Regions from separate parts of the Mus musculus genome. Here all the other regions are linked to region 3. The links are chromatin contacts, called in public HiCAR-type and HiChIP or PLAC-seq maps. All regions are on one chromosome and are shown on one strand. Each heading gives the region's core, a stretch centred on a gene start, on an enhancer-like site or on the middle of the called end of the contact. The rest is flanking DNA. Distances are from core to core; before and after follow the strand shown. Region 1 has its middle 17 kb from the start of Wdr11. Region 2 holds the start of Wdr11 (WD repeat domain 11). Region 3 holds the start of Plpp4 (phospholipid phosphatase 4).

Region 1 (3,908 bases), core at 128-2,627, 320 kb before region 3:
CAAAACACAATCTCTTCTCTTTACACATGGCAAATCGGATCAACAGCCCAACAGGTTCTTATACTTCAGTTTGATAGGGACCCTGGGCTGGCTGTGGAGAAAGCCAGAACTTCCCAGGTATTAGTGGCAAACTGTAGAGTGGAAGAGGCTTCTGGAGTCATAAGGGGACCTGAAGGTCTCTGGTTTGGAAGGTGGCCCTCAGGCACCCACTCTTGATTCCAATCTTGTTTTCTCATCCCACACCCCCTCCCACCCCAGGCTACTCTTTCCTTACCATCCACAAGTCATTTGTGGACTTGTGGAATCTCCTAAATTCCAGGCTTTAGTCCGGCAAGTTTGGGGAGAAGTATCCCTTTGCACAGGTCCTGCTTGTTGGGTAATGTCAGAAAGCCGAGAGAGGACGCAACACGCCCAGAGGCCCAGCATACCATGATTCTGGTCTCTTTATCTTGTTCTCTACATGCTATGACTCTGAAGAGAGAAGCATCATTTCTAATCATTCTTCCATAAACTGAAGACACTCAATATAGAATTCCAGAAATTGGCATTTAGACTATTATTAAAATACGTGCTTTGGCTGGTCAGTGGTGGCACACTCCTTTAATCCCAGCACTTGGGAGGCAGAGGCAGGCAGATTTCTGAGTTCGAGGCTAACCTGGTCTACAGAGGGAGTTCCAGGACAACCAGGGATACATAGAGAAACCCTGTCTCAAAACAACAACAACAACAAAACCATAAAGACATGCTTTACAGTTTGGACACACATCTCCATGCAGGACTGATGGCGGTGAAGACAGGAGAAGCTGGATTTGAAGCAGGAGCCCACCCGATCTTGGAAGAGGGGGACATCCTGGTAGGAGAAGGTCCCCCTTCCCACAGTGACCAGCTCTTGCTGCCACAGAGAAGTTGTGTTTTAGGATGCCTTTGCCAACAACTCCCAGAGGATTCCTATGTTATTTGCAGGATCCTGATATAATTCCCCTCAAATCCATCTACTTAATTAGTGACCCAGCTAATAGAGTAATCAAAATGAACTCCCAGAAGTCATGGCTGTGCTGTGTTAGAGAAAAGAAGTATGCAGAGAAGTTATTTCAGGGAAAAAAAGTCACGAGTGTTGACTAATTATAGCAACTTCTCTTATTAGATAAACAATCTTGTTTCATAAGATCGGGGCTGTTCCATTGCTCAGCGGAGACAAGCTGGCTAAAGTAGGTTATTTTTCTGCTCACAGTCAGGTGATAATTACTCAAGCAATGATTATTTGTAGGGCAAAAATACATAGGAAGTCCAAGTAATTTAGGAGAGCTTCCCCTGTCATCACTAGAAATGTATGTCCTTGTTCATACTGCTACCAGCGTAGCCCTAAAGCATAGTTCTGTTTAAAGCCACCCTCAGACCTGGTCCATAGCAATGGCGATTCCTGCTTCACAGACTTGGGGAAATGAAGGTGCTCCTTATCTTACAGGAGTGTGATTCGGAAACTACAGGGAATCAGAGCCATCGCTAACCCAGCCTCAGAGCTGCAGGCTCTCCAGCTCCATCTGTCTATTAATACGTGCGAGGATGTCTCAGCTGACATCTGCAGGTCTAAGACATTCACCCCTTAGCTAATGGCCTGGGCCCCTGGGGTGCTCAGCCTGACCACCCATGCCTTTTTTTTGAAGTGATTATGAGTGAACATTTGGCTTTGTGTTCTTTGTTTTTTGAAATGACAACAGCATGCTTTTCTCTCTAATTAGCAATCATTGCCTGCTGCTAGGAGTCAAAGCAGAGGATCTGGCTGGTGCTCTGTCTCCATGCCAGGCTCTGTGAAGTGCAAATACCTCTTCCCTCCCAGAGCGCTCTAAGTGACACCCCCACCCTGCCTCTCTTCATCACTGCATTTCTTCCATGCAGCAAAAGTCACAGAGCAGCAGCCCAGGAGCCAGATAGCCAAAATCATCCTGGTGAGAAAATCACTTGGGGGTTTGCTTGGAGGCCCTTGGCTACTTTGGATTTGCTGAAAGAGTCAGTCTAGCCTGGGCTTTTCTATCTGTTTATCTGCCTTTTTTGTATTCATCTATTTCCTCCCATCTATCATCCATCTATCTACCCATCATTCTATCTTTTTTCTGTTGATATAAAAGTAACATCATAAAATTTCCCCCTTAGAATTGTAGAATTCCATGCTCTTTATATTCCCAGACCTTATTAATAATTGCTTCTGTATTTCAAAACATGTTCATGGCCTTCGAAATATATCCTGTACCTATGAACAATCTTTCCACACTTAAAAAAGATTTCTCCATGCCTCAGCCCCTGACAAGTGCTGATCTACTTCCCATCTCTGTGGGTTTGCGTATTTCCTTTCTCAAGTTCCAGTGAGCTGCTTAGTTGCCTCTTGTTCGTTAGCAGTCATGAAAAAGGAGAAATGAAAGCCCAGAGAAAGGATGGAAGGCCAGAGAAATCTGGGCAGTGCTCTATGCAAACTTTTAATGGACAGAGAAGTGATTTGTTTGCATGATCACGTGTCATCTAGTAACAGAGATGCCATGTGAGAACTGCATCGCAGTGCACTTTCATTGCTGTACACTATCACAGAGTGTATTGATAAGATGGCTACAATGTCATCTTAGGAAATACAAACATACAGGATGACAGCCTGTTATTTGACTCTTCTTTCGAAGAGAAATTGTGATAGAAGCTCAGCATGGCAGTATAGCAATGTCTCAAGTTATAGGACATCCTGGGCTGTATCAAGGTCTTTCCAAAACACACCAACAAGAACTTCTTGAAGCCAGAAAGAAATTCCACTGTCAGAGATGGGCTACCGTCCACCCCTGTGTGTTGTTGACCAAGGAGGCTGCTAAGGGTCCCAAAACAATAGTTTTTTTTTTTTTTTGCCTCTGCTGTTGATTACCAACTAGAGCCAGATGTTAAGTCTCTATTGCTGAATACATCACAGACTTGGTTGCAAGACATAGAAAAACCAAGCTGGAACTAAATTTGGAAGCCTCCTTCCTACTAGCTAGCTTTTATCATGCTGCCAGATGCTCTGTAAACCGTTGGGGCAGAACTGTCACCAGCATTCTTTCTCGGATGTGGACCTTGCAAACTACACTATTGACTGGCAAAGCAGGATGTGGCCATTGATAGAATAATGACCTAACTGTTTTGGAGGTAACCAATCACTTGCTGATTGGACTTGAGGGCCACTCCATAGAAGGGGACTCAGAAGTTCCCAACAGCCCATGGCTGGAAATATATATGCCCTCTGAGGTAGCAACAGATATTATATTGCTAAACACATATGCTATGCCTTTCACGTTGCCTTCTAGATATTTGTGTGTGCTCGTAGATTTGTGCCATGAGCTTTGGTCAAAGAAGCTTTTACTGCAGTGTGTAGCTGCTACTGCAAAGGCTTAGAATTTATTTAAGTGTTGAGGATAAGTCTGTTAATGCTCATCCCCAAACGGAAATGTTTTACTATTCCTTCTGAAGCTCAAGGACATACATGGCAGAAGAGGCAGAAAGAACTGAAGAGCCAGAAGAAGGCTGGGGCATTGCAAAATATTGTCTTCTAAGCAGGACACGGCTATCACACTCTTGAAACCTTCACAGCTATAGCCAATTCCACAAGACTTGCTAAAGGCTATATCCACCCAAACTCTCTCAGAGTGGGAAAGGGCTCTAGAGACCTGGTGGGTAGTTAGTGTTACTAGGGAGAGAGGGAGACATTTTCTACAATGGTATAGTCACTGGCAAATTACCTTGCTCCTGTAAACAACCCAGCAGCTATGCTTTTCTAAGGAACTCTAATTGAATTTATTGGGTAACCAAAAAAGAAAGAAACAAATTTAGAGTACTGTAATATGTGGGAATAGGATTATCTTATATGTACACAGTCTACTTGGATTGAGTTTTCAGAA
Region 2 (3,559 bases), core at 781-3,280, 330 kb before region 3:
GTCTGATAAGGGGCTCATTCAGGTCACGATTTAATAGTAACAAGGCAACACATTTCAAAGTGGGCCAAGAATCAGAGTAGGCATTTTTCTTAGTTACTTAATTACTAATGTGAACAGACACCATGACCAAGGCAGCTCTTATAAGGACAACATTTAATTGGGGCTGGCTCACAGGTTCTGAGGTTCAGTCCATTATCATCAAGGCTGGAGCATGGCAGAGTCCAGGCAGGCATGGTGCAGGAGGAGATGAGAGTTCTACATTTTCATTTGAAAGCTGCTAGTAAAACACTGACTTCCAAGCAGCTAGAATGAGGGTCTTAAAGCCCACATCCACAGTGACACACCTACTCCAACAGGGCCACACCTTCTAATAGTGCCACTCCCTGGGCCGAGCATATACAAACGGTCACAGGGCTTTTACAAAGACACACAAATAACCAGCAAGTCTATGAAAAGATGTTCATGAAATCACAGATTATATTCGCCATGAAATCACAAATCAAAACCACAGTGTGACTCACACCCACAAAGACAGTTACACTTTATATTTTCTTAGCACATGGTAGTCAGTGTTCAAAACTAATGGATGAGGGGGTGCTATGGTAAATGACAGAACTGGTATTTCCACTCACCTTTTCAAAGTGCCCCAGAACTAGCACTTAACAATGTATTCTGGATTGACATTAAGTCATGGGTATGTAAATGCTAGGCAACCCTAGATAATTGTATTTATATCTATGACTTAATGAGAACCTGATGACGTATTAAACTTGAGGTTATGGGGCTGATGTGTGACTTAACTTACCTTAACAATATCAGCTTTATGTTTTTCTAGAACTTGTAGAGTTTGGGCAGTATTGGAATCGATCACTACCACCAGTGAATGGCATCCATATGCAATTAAACCTTGCCAGCCCCTGGCGAAACAAGTGTTAAAATATAAAACAAAGCGACTCAACTTTGCCTATCATAAACAAATCTAGTTCACATGTGCCATTATTAGTAGTACTTCTTAAAGTGAAAGGCTTGTGATATTGTTCCATTTACAAAACACCCCCAGCTAAGTTTACAAATATTTATTGAGACTCATTTTCACTCAGATCAACAGTTCTAAAAGATATCTACAAAGAGCTCTGATGTGCAAAACCAATCTGGGCTGGTTTTGTATGAACACATGCTGTCTTATTCAGCATTTAATAACATTTATTTTTTATAACAACATAGAATCCACAATGCCCCTAGGATGAGTGACTAGTCTTAGTCCTTTCAATCAGATAAAAAAGTACATGAGAGGTCTCAGCCTCCGCAGCAACATTCCTAGCACAACAGTAATAGGATTTGCCTCACATGGTTAGTTCTCAGAACCTGGGTGTTATTTCACTGTGGAAAGAGAACTGGCTGTGGAGGCCGTGCTTCACGGGAACCAGTAAAGATAAAAGTGGGAGTAGGTAAGTGACAGGACACAGTTTGGGGCATTGTTGAATGCATCTAAGTGAAAAAGAGGAGTCTGAAAGAGTAAGAAAGAGTCAGGACCAGGAAGAGAAAAGGAGACAAGGAGAGAAGCCCTCCCGGGTGCAGGCTGGGGAAGAGGAAATGGGGACAGTAAAGGAATGAGATGCGGAGAAAGAACCCAGGACTGAAACTGTCTGCACCGAGGACCTGCCGGCTCCAGGCATTTGCGACTTATAGGACAACACAAATGTCTCAACTAAAAGCAAATCTGCGAGCTGTGGGACGCTGGCCGCGGTCTAGGCGAGGAAAACCGGAAGCCCAGTGTTCTTCCCCGTCCCCTCGCGAACTGCGGCCGAGGCCGGAAGCACTGCCCTCACCAGTCCACCGCCGCCTTGTTGTGCGCGTTGAGAGCCCCGGTGAGGGTGCGCGCTGACACCTTGAAGTTTACGGTGTAGGGTAACATCGCGGCGGCACCCCGGCCCTCCCCACCGGCAGGCAGGAAGCGACACGAGCAGCTCTTCCGTTCCAAAGTCCGGGTAGTCGCGTCCGCGCCAGCAGTTGGGTTCCGTGAAATCCCAGGTTCCTCCTTCCAATAGTCCGTCGTCTCTCCAGGAACTAGGACTTCTAGGTTCCTCCCTCTCCAAAGTTCCGAAACTCAAGTGAATCCCATGGAGTGTGGGTTGGAGCTAAGCATGGAAGAGGGGTTCTGCTACCAGTCGCATCTGCTTTCTTCCTTTTGGGAGAAAGATTGCTGGAAATCGTGAAAACAAAACAATAAAACTCCCAGTTTGCTTTTCTGCCTTTGATATGTTAATTTAGGGCAACTACCATTGCCAGCCACTGTTTGTTGTAGAAGGGTCCTGCATGAGAAGACACAGTGACTGTCTACTCACTAATGCTCACTAATGTTTGTTCTCTTTTTATTATGTGATAACTATCCTGGCTAATAGGGTTTGCATAACTCGCTCCCAAAGGACCATGTATTAAAAAACGTGATTTTCCCTACTTTAGGAAGAAGGGCCCATTGGGAGGTTTTTAGATCACTAGGAGAAGCGCCCAGGTTGGGGTGGGAGGTGCTGTTGAAGGGAATTGTTGGACCCTGGTCTTTTCCTCCTTATTTTTTGTGGCCCATGAAGTGAAAGGTTTTGCCATCTTGCTGTGCATCGTCACCATGGTATAGGTTCAAGAACAATGGGGCAAACCAGGCATGGACTAGAAGCTCCGAGATATTGTCCTTTAGAGACTGAGTATCTCGGGTGCTTGTTTCAGATTTGGAAATCTGGCCAACACACAAGTGAGGTGAGGAAGACTCAGTGAGTAAAGATGTTGAGTGTCTTTTAGCAGCAATTTAGCCATTTGTAATTATTTTTAAAAATACCCTATTGGGATATTTTAGCTCACTTTGTCTTTTCACTTCTGAGTTATAAGTATTCTTCGTTTATTATAAATTGAAGTTCCTTTTCATATATATATACATATATAATGTTTATTAAAATATACAAAAGTATGTGTTGAATAAACATATAATATAGAAATATATTTTATGATATGTATATTATATGATATATAGCACAATACATTATAGAAATTATATATTATAATATGTAGTATTATAAAATATACATACATAATATAAATACATACTATGTTTATATATAGATTATATTACAATATTTATATATAAGATTTATATTAAAACATATAAGATGTATATAAAAAAACCACTGTCGTTCCATAAATGTCAACATGAACCTTGAGTCAATTGGCTACGCAAATATTCCCAGCAAAGTCAAAGGCTGCAGTTAAGAGGACTTAAGTGTGTTCTCCAGCACCAGAGTGAGACAGCTCACAACCACCTGTAATTCCAACTCCCAGGGTTCACACCCTTCTAGACTCTAGTGCTCCTGCTCCTACACAAGAACATACCCTCACATAAACACATAGTTGAAATGAAAGGAAATCTTAAAAAATGATGAAATGAAACAAATGTTGGTAAGTTGTTCTTTTGATATTCTTTACTATATATGTAGATTTCATCTGTATTTTTAGTTACTGAAACTGCATAGCATGATGACTCTTGGAACCCTGCTGATAGTCCTGCTCAGTG
Region 3 (3,939 bases), core at 869-3,368:
ACCCCCAGCTTGACTTCAGTGCCAATCTGGTCTTTATAGATAATATTGGCAATTTCATATGAAACTCAAGAATCATGCCAAAATGCAATCAATGTCCATATGTATCCTGTGGTGGCAGGTGATTATAGATCCCGCACTAAAGAACACAGGAGGGGCCTTTGGGGAAAACACTGAAAAGTGATGGGTGATTTCATTGGTTGGTTGGTTGGTTGGTTAGTTGTTTTGTTTTTTACATGATGTTCTTAGAAAAAGCCAGACACACAAACAAAATTTACCAAGTTTTCTAATTCACTAAACGAGCCATTGTAGATTTGAAAACATCTCATACGTGTTTGGAAGACTGTTTGAAAGGAAATGTGAAAACATATAAATATTTTGCATGTGGTTAGACCCTTTTAAAATAAATCTTCCCGGAAGCAATTAAAGCAGAGAGCCTTCTAGCCTATTTCATGTTATTCCTGCATTACTTTTGTACAGACATTCCCCCCCCAACAAATGTTAGATTCTACCATGCACTAACCATCAGTCTATCATTTTTAACACCTAATCATTGAGTGGGGTTTTAGCCTATCTGCCAACCCAAAACTGCCCCCCATGCAATCAACCGGCAGCCAGGCCTTTGAAGGTTTACTCCAAAGGTAGAAAGACAGAGAGAAAGAAGGGGGAGGGGCTTGATTCTTTTCATATGCATCAAGATCCAACTGAAGTTCCTTCTCCCTGTTCCCAGTGAATAACACTAGTGTTCAGGCAGAAAGGGGAGGGGGTGGCCCACATCTGGAAAGCTCCTAGTCTTTTCTGATGGTATGAATGAATCCTCAGGATGAATTTAATCCCTAATTTAAACGCATGTGCGCGCGCGCGCACACACACACACACACACACAATAAATAAATAAATAAAATTTAAAAAGCATTCCTTTCTATGCATATACCCCAAGGTGCAGAAGTAGTCTTTTATACTACACACTTGCCTACCTGCCATGGTTGGGGCAGAAATTTATTGGGAGGGGTGCTTCTTGATTGCCTTGATGGGACACACACACACACACACACACACACACACACACACCAAGACTCCAGTAAATCGAGAAAGTCCGTGCAACTTTAATATATAAAATGTGTCAGCCAGCCATGGGTAGGAAAGAGAAAACCTGACCTACTACTGGGGGTAACAGTGCAGATGTGTCAGCCGTGGTAACCCGCAGTTACCCCCTTGGTAACTTAAGGCTACCTGCTAGGTGGGTTTGAACCCAAGAGACTAGAAAGCCGAGAAAGCTCCTTGGGGGAGCCCGAGCACAGACATTTCTGAAGAAATGGCACCAGGCTCCCTCCTTTTTTCCGAAATGACTATTCCTAGGTGCCACCTGAACATTTCAATGCTGTCCCCAAAGGGCTTCTGCCAGTCACATGTAAAAGGAGCTCCTGGTGTTCTGAGCCCCGCAGCCTGCTGCAGATCCTGACCTGCTCAACCCTCCATGGCAACAGTTTTCCAGGCAGAGAAGTAACGCAGACACCTATTTGAGGCTCTGTAGGGCTGTCAGTTCAGGAACCAGGGACATAGAAGGAGACCTAGGCTGACCCTGGCTGCCTGGGCACAGCATGGGGTGTCGGGAGAAGGGGCCAAGAGTAAAAACTGCCATCATCAGCTTCAAAGATCACAGGAGAGAGAGAAACTTCCCTAGGGCACGAGCCAGGCTGCCTGTCCTGGTCTTAAGGAGCAGCCTAAATTCCAGGGACAGGTGTGCGCGGGGCTGGTGAAAGGATCAGACTTGGGGCATCGGAGCTAGGGCCGCCAGACTTGCTTCCAGACTAGGAGCTACTACGGAAGCAGGTCTCAGTCCTGGGCATGCTAGGATTACTGTGCGCTGAGGGTCCCAAGAAAAGGAGGAGAGGATTTCTTTTGATCCCGTATGGAACATCCCCGGCACCAACCAAGGAGGGAATCTCGAACCCAGGCCCCGGCGAGACACAGCAGCGCAAACAAAGTTGGGGCTCCCAGAGGCTGAGTCTTTAGGTCCCCTCCCGCGGTGCACCACTACTTACACAAAGACCCCGAAGAGAAGGGCTCGCACCCCGATCTCGATGGCCAGCTCCCGCATGGTGCAGCCGGAGTAGCTCCCGCAGCGGCAGCTGGCGCTGTCCGTGGCTCCCACGGCTCGGCCGGAGCGGCTCTCCGGAGCCTGGGCGGTGAGGGAGGCGCGCTGCAGGCCGCGGGCGGGGGCGGGAGGCGGGCGCGGGGTGGGGGCGGCGGGGAGGGCTCAGTCCCAGCCTCCCGCTCTGGGCTCCCGGACACCCAGACACCAGCCTCTTCAGGTCCCACTCCTGATAACGCCGATCAGGGGCGCGTCAGGGACTCACTGCTCACTTGCGATCAGTGCTGTTTCTGTGTCCTGGGTTTGCGCCTGGCGCCCAGGACCCAGGAGGGGAAGCCTGGGGGATGCCCTGCTGTCGTCGCCGCCGCCTCCCTCCCGGCGCGCTGCGCGGCTTCCCGGCTACTGGGCCGCCCCTGGGCTCCGCGCCCAGCAGCACGCTCCGCCGGCGGCCGCTGCGCGCCTCCTCTCCAGCCTGCGACTCCTGCTCTGGCTCTCTGCTCTTTCTTCGCACACCCGCACGTGGACATGGAGATGGGCGCTTTGGGGATTCTCTCACACTCAGGACAGCCCTGGCATTCTCTGGCTCCACCTGGGAGCGCTTCTTCCTTTCTGCTTTCTGACCCTCTTAGGTCTTACCAACCTCAGATTTTCTTTTCCCCACCCCTGATTCTAGAAAGTTCCCAGAAGATTGCTCCCAATCTTTGCTTTCTCTCAGAAGGTGCCAGACTGGAATACAAAAACCCTGACACAAACTGAGGGCCAATGTGAACTTGGTCCCCGCCCTCTTATGCCACCATTGTTATGTAGTATCTGAGGACCCTCTCCTCTCCTCCAGCATCCTCCAACACCATCAGTGGCTTGGGGCTGCTGTGCTGTGGATATGAACAGCAGCTCTCTTAGCATCCCTGCCTGCACATAGCAGGCTATCATCAGGCAACAAGTAGAAGCAGGAGCCTTGGTCTCAGTACTCAGTCAGAAATTCAAATATAAATAAATGGTGGCCTGGGGGTGACAACCACAAGCCTGGGACCGGCGGCTTGGTCTTGGCTTTGCATTTGCATCACCCGTAGAAGTCATTAATCATACTTGTAGGGTTGTCTCTGGGGAACTTGGATCTTTCTTGGATTCTAGGAAAGACCTCTCAGGATTTTGTGAGCAGGGATGGATTAGAAGTTGGCTCCCGGTCCTGGGGATCTAGATTTCCCACTTGGACCCAAGTAGGAGTAGGTAGAAAGCAGACCCTGTTGCCAATGGCACATGCCAGCCCTTAGACAGCTGAGCCCAGGCGCCTCAGTGGGGAGGGATCCAGGCTGTGTGGAAGGAACACCATCCCAGCAATTGAAGATACAGAAGCAGTGTCTGCTGTCTGTGGAGGGCTTTGGCACGTGAGCAGTGCATGTATAGATCATCAGGCACATGGGATATCATGTTCAGGGAGACCAGGAGAGATGTGGAAGGAGGAGGAAGTGGCTCTGTTCTCCATGACTTGGGCCTAGCATTCCTATGAAGACAACTCTCTTCCCACAGCTTGACCAAGTTGTACCGGAAACCCTACGGCTGAGGTTGCCCGGTAGCTGTGTTCTGAGTGGAGTGATAACAAGAATGCGAGCAGAGACTTCACTTAACTGTAAGCATTAACCAGGCAGCTGTGCAAAGTGGGGTGCTGGATGCTAGGACTCATAATGTATTTCGCCCTGGAGAAGAGGGGTTCCACCAATCACACAGAGAAGTAAGACAAGATTAGGTGGGTGGTGAGGACCTCCTTGTGGCAGTCCTACCTACTCACCAGAGTCTATAGCAGAGACTACAATTGTGAATCTTATGTTTACGTTGTATTTGCTGTCTAT

What was found. HiCAR-type assays count read pairs that join an accessible place to other places. HiChIP or PLAC-seq counts read pairs in DNA pulled down with a chosen protein or histone mark.
Region 1: an H3K4me3 HiChIP or PLAC-seq map of forebrain shows a contact between it and region 3, with 4 times the contacts expected there. The contact joins the enhancer-like site here to the promoter of Plpp4 in region 3. A contact is called at or near these places in 3 of 39 promoter capture datasets (cranial neural crest, embryonic stem cells and stem cell-derived epiblast-like cells), 1 of 484 Hi-C or Micro-C datasets (nephron progenitors) and 3 of 115 datasets of contacts at active chromatin or transcription factors (embryonic forebrain, forebrain and oligodendrocyte precursor cells).
Region 2: a HiCAR-type map of astrocytes shows a contact between it and region 3, with 2.2 times the contacts expected there. The contact joins the promoter of Wdr11 here to the promoter of Plpp4 in region 3. A contact is called at or near these places in 4 of 39 promoter capture datasets (embryonic stem cells, hippocampal neurons and stem cell-derived epiblast-like cells), 2 of 484 Hi-C or Micro-C datasets (embryonic stem cells and nephron progenitors), 2 of 115 datasets of contacts at active chromatin or transcription factors (astrocytes and oligodendrocyte precursor cells) and 2 of 9 other capture datasets (adipose tissue and liver).

What each region holds. Positions count from the first base shown.
Region 1 is chr7:129,573,205-129,577,112 of GRCm38.p6, reverse strand. No RefSeq gene overlaps it. Among named protein-coding and RNA genes, the nearest start is that of Wdr11, 17 kb to the left of the region's middle. Within about 2 kb of position 1,377, at least 31 of the 459 cell types and tissues checked have an H3K27ac peak or open chromatin away from gene starts, as enhancers often do. A contact at or near this core is called in forebrain, where this site is marked.
Region 2 is chr7:129,590,334-129,593,892 of GRCm38.p6, reverse strand. It overlaps Wdr11 (WD repeat domain 11), which reads right to left and starts at 2,030. Exons shown (of 29, transcript NM_172255.3): 1 at 1,830-2,030; 2 at 806-917. The coding sequence starts at 1,915.
Region 3 is chr7:129,255,273-129,259,211 of GRCm38.p6, reverse strand. Plpp4 (phospholipid phosphatase 4) reads right to left here and starts at 2,118. Exons shown (of 7, transcript NM_001080963.1): 1 at 2,043-2,118. The coding sequence starts at 2,098.